Linked DNA regions of Mus musculus: region 1 is linked to region 2. A link is a contact called in public promoter capture Hi-C data. All regions are on one chromosome and are shown on one strand. Each heading gives the region's core, a stretch centred on a gene start, on an enhancer-like site or on the middle of the called end of the contact. The rest is flanking DNA. Distances are from core to core; before and after follow the strand shown. Region 1 has its middle 9.3 kb from the start of Trim38. Region 2 holds the start of H3c11 (H3 clustered histone 11).

Region 1 (4,518 bases), core at 1,473-3,972, 2.0 Mb before region 2:
TACCTAAGATAATGTGATTTTATACTGCCCAGCAGTGACATGGATCAGGCTAGGGAAGAGAAATAGGATGAATTAGTGGATGGGAAAGGCATAGCACAAACAGCACCCCAAAAAGAGCTGAAATAGCTGTCAAAACCAGTCAAAATAAACCACAAGACAAGCATGGTCACAAGAGATTATGCATATCATTTATCATTGTGTAATAAGAAGAACATTAATTCATTAAGAAAGCATACCATTATATCCATACACATATATATGTCCCTAACAGCAGAGCCAAACATTCATGAACAAAAGTGAAAGGACCGATGTTAATAATGGGAAGTTAGACAGTAGAAGTGAGAGACTTCAATCCTCTACTTTCAATAATGGATTCAATAAGTAGATGGAAGATCAGTAATGAAATCTAAGGCACCACAGGACTCTAAGAACCAGAAGCCCTATCTATGGAACAATCCATCCCTTTTTCATCAAGGGTACCCAAACCACTCCTCAGAATAGACCATTTGGATGACCAGTGAGCAAATATCCATCGGTATAAAAATATTAATGTTATTCATTGTATATTCCCTGGCCACGGTAGAGTGGAAAATTAATAACAAGAGAGAAGAATTGAAAGTCTACAGACAGACATGGTAATTAAATTATATATTCCTGAATAGTAAATAGCCTAAATAGTAAAATCACTAAGAAAAATTAGAAAATATTTTATGATGAAAACAATATATAAAAATCTACAAGGTGCAAAGATACCAGTAATAAGAAAACGTTTACCAGTAAATAACTACAGGAACAAAGAAAAGACTCTCAGGTATGTCTAAGATGCCAACAAATAAAAAAGGAAAGATAAAAAGGAAAACTAAAATCCAAAAACAAGAAAGGAGAAAAAATGCATAAATGCATCTAAGAACAACAACTGTATTTTACACACAACAATTACACGGGTCACATCTCTCACAGGCACAAAGCAAACATGAAAGGTCTTTAATAGCTGGCCATGATGAGACACACCTTTACTCCCTCTTAGAGGCAGAGGCAGGCAGATCTCTGTTGGTTCCAGGCCAGCCTGGTCTACATAGTGAGTTCCAGGACAGCCACAGCTACATAGGGAGCCCCGTCTAGGAAAACAAAAAAGATCTTTAAGCACTAGTAATGTTAACAGTAGAAACCCACTGTAAACAAGGTTAGTATTTATGTTCTTAAATCAAGTTAAGGTGTCCATTCCAGATGATTTGACTCTCTAATTGATAGTTCTTAGCTAGTTTCTGAGTGTCCCTGCTGTTTAAGAGGCACTCCTGCCACCTGCATTAGTGCACTGTACATTCTGAGCCTATTAAAGATAAAACGTGAAAGAGAAACACTACCATTAACCCTTTCTGTGGAAGAGCTAGATCTCTGACTATGATTTCTGACTATGAACAGACGGGTGAAAATGGATTAGAGAACCCTTCTCTCTGTCCCCTGTTTCCTCAAGTGGTGTGCTGGAGCTGTGACCCTGGGCTCCTAGGAAGTTCAGGAACGAAGTGCTAGGGATTTTAATGAAATTACCGAACTTTATCATCAAATTATTAAGTTATTGAAAAGCATCTATCCTCTCCCGCTCTCTTACGCACCCCTCCCCACACCAACTAAGTAGTTGAGGATGACCTTAAACATTGATCCTTCTGCGTCCACCCCCCAAATGCTGGGATTACAGCTGCATGCCCACCACCATGCCCAGCTAAAAATAAAGCCACTCCCAAACGATCAGGAAAAGATTTGAGCCCCTGCCTTCTCATAATAAATCCATCTCACTGTCTCTCTTCTGATTTTGTTCCAAGGCTTTGTGGTCAACCTCCTATAGAGGGCAGTACCAGATGGGAGGCAGAGACCTCACAGGCCCTGGCCTGTGAGGCACCCTGAATCAATGTCTTCCCCATCAGCTGGATCAGCAGTAGGGAACCAAGTCCGATTATCCAGAGAACCTTCAACTCCAGAGCTGTCCAATGAGCTGCAAGGGAATTTAACACACACACACACACACACACACACACACACACACACACACACACACACAGCTCTCTCTCTCTCACACACACAGCTGTGTGTGTGTGTTTAGACTTGTCAACTCAATATTTAAAACAATAGGTTCTGTAAGGAAAGAATCATGAGTTTATTTCTTGTGAAAATGTTTGGAGCCAGAAATCATGCTAACCTAAAGAAAAATAAAACAAACCCAGAAACAAATAGTGTATGTTTTCTCATATATGAAAACTAGATTTAAGTTTGTTTGTGTTGGGGTGGGGGTGGGGCGGTTGATTAAACTAGAAACGGGACTGGAAAGGGAAGGAGAGGTTGTAAGAATAGATATGGGAGAATGAGAGGGCACCGAGAGCTGACCGGAAGGCAGAGGAGTCTTCTTTGGGCGCAGAAGAACCAGTGAGCAGCAACCAGGAAAGATGTATAATATCCACAAGTGTAAAGAAACCCATTGCTCTGTTAACTTAAATACTGTGTAAATAACTAAAAAAGAAGTTTGCCATATTTTGTCCTGAAAAAGAAAAAGGAAAATCGTCATGTGAGATTTCACGGTATTATTTCGGCTATTAATGAGATGTGCTCTGAACTGCAGGCGGAGACGCCTCCTGGGAGAACCGCCTGGGGTGGTAAGCTTAACTCCTCAGGACCCCGCGCTGCCACAAGGCTTGATTTCCGACGCTTCTGATTGGTCTGCTCAGACCCAGCGTCCAATCATCTGGTAGGTCACTGTGAGCCAAGCGCCTGAGGCTGGGCGGATAGGCTGTGGTTCTCTACACTGCAAGGTCGGGGTTGGAATGGATGTCTGGGAGTGAAGATGGCAATAGAATGAGACAAGACCTGTGAGCTCCCAAGATTGAGGAAAGTGGAGGATGGGCAGAGCCTAAATGTGATCCGCTCTTTCTGGCGTGGTAGACCTAACTGACCTTCCTTGTGCAAGACTTGAGTGGAATTCCTATTTTACCTCCCAAATAATGTAATGAACGCTTACACTTTTAGATATGTCTGTGTAGTAGACTTGGTTTCTTTAAAAACTTGTTATGATATGTAAACATGCTTTTATTTTTCTTGATTTTTCGAGACAAGGTTTCTCTGTATAGCCCTGGCTGTCCTGGAACTCACTCTGTAGACCAGGCTGGCCTCAGAAATCCGCCTGCCTCTGCCTCCCAAGTGCTGGGATTAAAGGCGAGCGTCACCACTGCACAGCCAGGCTTTTGTTTTAATTCCAGGTGTGCGACATGGGGCTGTCCAGATTATCCACAGCTGCAGACTTTTGACTTGTGCGTTTTCTGGCAGGGGTTTGATTCTGCCCGATGCAGATAGTTTAATTCTGGGGACTGTGAAGAGGGTATAAATGCCAGAGGCCAGCGAGTGCTCTGGAGAATAGAAGGGGTGCTTGCTCTGAAGAAGACAGCGTCATTCCGCCTGATGGTTCCTGCTCCTGCCCCTGCTCTTGCTAATGGTCGAGAGAAAAGAAACTAGAAGTTGGAGATGACCTGACTAGACAAAGATTGGACTTGACCCCCCCCCCCCCCAATTCAGCAGGAAGTAGTTTAAAGAGACCTATGGCTTCTTTCCCTCTAACCTTCTTTTTTTCCTACCTGGTGCTGCTGGAAGGAATAAGAATCTGAAGAGAGGTATAGAAAAACGCAAATAAAATAGCTAAACCAAATATGCCAACGTGAAGCGATATAAAAGGAAGAAGTCGCCCTTATGCCCAAGGCTGAGTCTCTTTGTGCCTGTTTGTATTAAGATGTTTAAAACTTGGGCTGGGAAGTGCAGGCCTTCTTGTTGCTATGGAGACTGGGGGCAGCAGGCTCATAATAAGTTCACAGACTACTCAAGCAATTTAGGGGAGCCTGTCTCAAAATGAAATACAGACACGAATACAATTTTACTGCTGCTGTCTTTGGAGTGAACAAAAGAAAAATAAATAAAACTGGGACTGTAGCTCAGCAGTGAGCTCCAAGTTCAATGTCCAATTCTGTAAAGAAAGTACCATATATTAAAGTTTTCTAAGTGTCAGAGTTCATACTACATTTTGTTGTTGTTGTTGTTTGAGACAGGGTTTCTCTGTATAGCCCTTGCTGTCCTAGAACTCACTCTCTAGACCAGGCTGGCCTCGAACTCGAACTCAGAAATCCGCCTGCCTCTGCCTCCCAGGTGCTGGGATTAAAGGTGTGCACCACCACCGCTTCATACTACATTTTCAAATGACTTTTTAAGGAAAGGCAAATTAGTATCTATCAAATGCTCTCTCCTGCCAACCTTCCTGTTTTTAACTTTGATCCCATGCCTTTCCATGGCATTGGTTGCATTTCAGCTATGTAGGTCCCATACATTTGAGTCCAAAGGCTAACGCAATACCATGTTCTTTTGTTCCACCACTGGGCTGGACACTTCTGTGTGTATAACTGCAGTATGGAGTTGGGAGTTTCTCAGTCTCTGTCACTGTGTTATTATGCTGTTTCACATTCCTCTGACCCAGAACGTTCTTTAGAC
Region 2 (4,931 bases), core at 662-3,161:
GGAGTCATTAACAGACAGCTTGGACACTTCACAATATACTTACAAAAACTATTAAAATTAAAGGTGGCATTACTTCCAAGAGTAACAAAAATGTTGACACATTTTAAAGGTAAATATCACTGACATTGCAAGAGAAGAATGGGAGAAAACTCATTTGCTCTAGAAGATAGTATAAGGTGTTTGGTAATTCTTTCCAAACAGCTAGAATCTCAAGAACCAAGCAACACCGTTGCCTTTAAAATGGGTTTTCTAGCAATAAAGTCATCTTTGGCCTCTGCATTGTGCCTCTTTTTTGTAAATGTAATGGAGAGAATGTCTGGGTGCAGTTGTTTTCCATGGGTAGAGAAAGAGGACAGGAGCCAGTTTTTTTTTTATCTCCTCCCTCTGCAAATAATAATAATAATAATAATAATAATAATAATAATAATGGAGCAACAACTCTGATTCTTGAATGATTTTGGAATGAAGAAAACAGGAATCACTTTTCAGCAGATATGTGGCAAGTCTGAGAAAAGCACAGGGGGAAGCAGCACAAAGATGGAGTTTGAATCTCTCCTTCCCAAATAATTACATATGGAAAAAAAAAACCAACCCATTTTGGCAAAGTGTGGGAGCTCAGGGGCACATCTAAGCTTCAACTACACTGATACACCTTTACCATTCTAATTCGCAGGCTGTTTAGCTTTTGTTATAAAGAAAGCACTTTGCACATCTGACATTGTCAGAAACATTTGTCTTCAGCCCTCTTAGGCTCTGAGTACATCAACCAAGCACAAAGACTACGCTGTGAGTGAAGGCAGGTTAGGCGCCTGACTCGTAAAGGATGACCTGTGGGTAGCTCCGAATGTGGGGTGGATAGAGCTATTTTCAAATGAGCGTCTTCAGCAGTTCTTTTTTCCTGATAATCTTGGTAAGGTTCTCTGGTAAACAGCAAGTAAATATTGCTTGTGCCTGATATTCCCAATTAGGCAAAAAGCCTGTTCATAAAACAACATGCTTACTGTCTGATCTTATTGCTTTTGTTTCTGGCAAATTTGACCACATTAAGTGGGGGAAAGGGCCTGGGTAAAAAAAACGGCACCAAGCACTCCCGAAAAGTCATGTGCTGAATATCACCAAGCCTGCCATCGTCTTCCTGGCTCAGCAGGATCATCAGATCACCCCTTGCTGAGTTACTCCAAAGGCTGCCTTAGTCTCCTAGAGCTGTATACATAGTGTGTGTGTGTTGGGCGGTGGGGTGGGGCTGCTATCTGTGAATTCCCAGCGTTCGCTTTTAACCTTGAATGGTGTAACTTTGTAACTTGTAAATAATGAATGCCAACCTGGGAATGCCCCTGTCCCCTACAGTGTTGCTGTAGAAGAGTAACAGAATCTCAAAGCCTTCTGGATCTCAAAGCCCTAGTAAGTTGCAGATACACTGATTTTGAATTTTTTTCGCGCCAAAATCGCAACCGCTGAAAGGCAGTATCAATTGCAACTTCTAAAAGTTTCCGGTCATAAAAGTGTTGCAAGCAGTTTTTGAGCGAAATCAAGTGTAAGAAGTGCTCATGACTCCAGGAATAACTTTTTTTTTTTTTTTTTTTTTGTTAATTTTCCTTTCAGATTTCTTTCCATTAAATTTCTGCCCCCAAATAACGGTGCTCTTGTTTAAATAAATAGCGAAGAGGTCTTTTGACCTCCAAAGCCAACATTATCTCGAGATGATAAATTCTGGGAGTTGCTAGAGTAATTGTTATGTAAAAAGATGAAATTTGTACGTTAAATATAAAATGTAGGCAACGTTTTTCCTTTCCTTACTCGGTTTAAACGCGGACCAATCCCCTGTCTGGAACTATGATGTCAGCAGTTTACTGTCCAATCCAAAAGGGTGGCTTGTTATATATATACTTGGGCTTTTCCATCTCAACACCACTTTATTCACTTTCTAGTGTACTGAGATGGCTCGTACTAAGCAGACCGCTCGCAAGTCCACCGGCGGCAAGGCCCCGCGCAAGCAGCTGGCCACCAAGGCCGCCCGCAAGAGCGCCCCGGCCACCGGCGGCGTGAAGAAGCCTCACCGCTACCGTCCCGGCACCGTGGCGCTGCGCGAGATCCGGCGCTACCAGAAGTCGACCGAGCTGCTGATCCGCAAGCTGCCGTTCCAGCGCCTGGTGCGCGAGATCGCGCAGGACTTCAAGACCGACCTGCGCTTCCAGAGCTCGGCTGTCATGGCTCTGCAGGAGGCCTGTGAGGCCTACCTCGTGGGTCTGTTTGAGGACACCAACCTGTGCGCCATCCACGCCAAGCGTGTCACCATCATGCCCAAGGACATCCAGCTGGCCCGTCGCATTCGCGGGGAGAGGGCGTAATTCCCCTACCTGTTAATAACAAAAGGCTCTTTTCAGAGCCCCCTCCTTTGTCACCAAAAAGCGGCTGTTTACCTACCTCAGGTCCAACATCTATCATGTTTTCCAGTATCTGAGCATATGTGCTACATCCTCCTAAGGTGTTCAAATATAGGTGAGGTTAGTTTACAATCTAGAGGCATGTGCCTTTGAAACAACCTGACTTCAAGGTGGCAGTCAACTAAAATGTGTGGAAGTTAGCTCCTACAGCAAATCTGTAGATTCATGCTTTCTGGATACTATATAGTGCTACTGGTTAATGCAAAATCCCCAGGCGTGTTCCCTAAGTCTGCAAATTGCTTTCATAAGGAACATTACTTGATTAGTGTGTTTATTTGGGGGGGGGGGCAAGGTTTGGAATTTGGCAATCTTGAACCCTTTTAAGTGCTAACATTGGCCCTTTGTAATTAGCTTCATGCTGTGACAAGTTTGAGTCAATATGTCTGACGTACGTGGTTTTCTTTTAACCATATATGGCTTGCCGGTTTTGTACACCATTCCCAGAGTATGTGTAACAAATATGTTGGATTCTTTAGCAGCCTTGCCAGCCTCTGTACTGTTAAGACAGCCTCCTTTATTTTATTTATTTATAGATAAGGACTCAAAAGTAGCCCAGTGCTCAACGTTGGACTTGCTTGAATATGTAGCACGGAAAACCTTGTAATCCTAATCTTGCTTCAGTTATAATCGATAGGATTATAGGTGTGCCCCAATAAATTATGCTTAAGAAAGATTGCTATTGTCCAAAACAAAACAAAGCAAAACCCCAGACTGTGTTTCTTTGGAAAACAAAGTAATAAAATTATTTGTGATTTATTAATGCCCTTTATTAAACTAGTACAAATCTTGTACATCTTTCCTCACCCAAAGCAAAACTGACTTCTATTTCTACTATAGTAAACTTTAATTTTTCTTTTTTCTTTCTTTCTTCCTTTATTTCCTTTTTTGGTTTTTGAAGACAAGGTTTCTCTGTGTAAGCCTAGGTGTCCTGGAACTAGATTTATAGACTTCAGACTGGTCTTGAGCTCAGAGTTCCACCTGCCTCTGCCTCCCAAATTCCTGGATTAAAGATGTGTGCCAGCTTCTCCAAATCTTTGAATTTGTATAAGTATAGGTCACCCAATAGTATTCTAGAATATTGGCCTGCTTGCCATCTAAACACGCAAAAATATCAATATTGTTATTGGCTATTTACTTAAGAGTGTGGCTGTGCTGTTTGCTAAATACTTTCAAAATCTCACTGGCCATCTCATTTGAGAGCAGTGGGATCTCCCTGAAAATTTTTTGAAAGTTTTAGAATTTTTCTAATGTAAAATATTTTTTAATGTATTTTCTGTCTACAAATATCCCTAGGAAATGGTGAAAGCCCGTTTCTCAGAACCATATCTAATTTATTTTTACTTAGAAATAAGGCCATTGTCATCTGAATTTAGCAATTCCTTTTTAAGTATATGTTTTAAACCTTTCTGTGAATGAGGGTTTGCCTACCTGTATGTATGTGCATCACTTGTATGCTTGGTACTGGGCCAGTCTTGCAGAAGGTCCGAGATCCCCTGGAACAGGAGGTATAGACAGTTGCAAACTGTCCTGTGGGTGCTGGGAACTAAACCCAAACCCCAAGAGCAGCAAGTGGTAACTGCTACACCAGCAGCTCCTAAATATAATGATTTCTAATCTCCTTACTTCAAAGAAGTCGCTATCACACTGGAAATATTGCGTTCTCCATTAAAGATATCAATGCATGCGAAGTACTAGGAGCTTGAACCATTTTTAAAGAGAAATATCTAAAGTGGTTAATTTTAGTCTGGAGCCAACCAGGCACTCTAGCCTGTGTTATTTGCTACAGACACAAACAACGTTTTTGCACAAACCAAAAGAACTATTAGTTCTACTCTTGCACAAATTAAAGGCGGCATCTTTGTACAAATTCTCTTAAGTAATGTTCCTTGCATACTTCGTAAAAGTTAACAGAAATATGCAAGTAACTCTCACGATGCGCTCTGCTTGGTGGATTTTTTTGTAAACACTGGAAGGATTTTTAAAAATATTTTTAGTCAGTTGCGCGTGATTCAAAAAAGCACACACAGGTACGTGAAACCGAAGGCTGTTCTCCCTTGGAACTCCAAACTGCCAATTTCTGTGTTATTATTTTCGGCAGTAAGTAAAAATTTGGGGACTAACAAACACAATTTGGGATTGTAACCTTGAGTCGCCGCGGGCAGAGGGCGGTGGATTGGCCGCTCCACCAATCACAGCCCAGCACCGGCTTATATAAACCAGGAGCCTGAGCAAAGGAGCATCGCAAAATTTGCTCTTCGCGTTAGATTTCTTTTAGTTTTCTCGCAACTAGCAAGCTTTTTGTTCTCGCCATGTCTGAGACTGCTCCCGCTGAGACCGCGGCTCCGGCTCCTGTAGAGAAGTCTCCCGCCAAGAAGAAGACAACGAAAAAAGCTGGCGCGGCGAAGCGCAAGGCCACTGGCCCCCCGGTGTCCGAGCTCATCACTAAGGCTGTTTCTGCCTCTAAGGAGCGCGGCGGCGTGTCCCTGC

Evidence for each region. Promoter capture Hi-C pulls out the DNA fragments that hold promoters and counts their contacts.
Region 1: a contact with region 2 is called in a promoter capture Hi-C map of embryonic stem cells, with 9 times the contacts expected there. The contact joins the enhancer-like site here to the promoter of H3c11 in region 2. A contact is called at or near these places in 9 of 39 promoter capture datasets (the HPC-7 cell line, cranial neural crest, embryonic stem cells and 6 more), 2 of 484 Hi-C or Micro-C datasets (CD8 T cells and embryonic stem cells), 11 of 115 datasets of contacts at active chromatin or transcription factors (CD8 T cells, astrocytes, cardiomyocytes and 6 more) and 3 of 9 other capture datasets (adipose tissue, liver and pancreatic islet).

Annotation. Positions count from the first base shown.
Region 1 is chr13:23,770,980-23,775,497 of GRCm38.p6, reverse strand. No RefSeq gene overlaps it. Among named protein-coding and RNA genes, the nearest start is that of Trim38, 9.3 kb to the left of the region's middle. Within about 2 kb of position 2,722, at least 81 of the 459 cell types and tissues checked have an H3K27ac peak or open chromatin away from gene starts, as enhancers often do.
Region 2 is chr13:21,780,377-21,785,307 of GRCm38.p6, reverse strand. H3c11 (H3 clustered histone 11) reads left to right here and starts at 1,911. Exons shown (of 1, transcript NM_178207.2): 1 at 1,911-2,393. The coding sequence starts at 1,938. The coding sequence ends at 2,348. It overlaps H1f5 (H1.5 linker histone, cluster member), which reads left to right and starts at 4,683. Exons shown (of 1, transcript NM_020034.2): 1 at 4,683-4,931. The coding sequence starts at 4,754.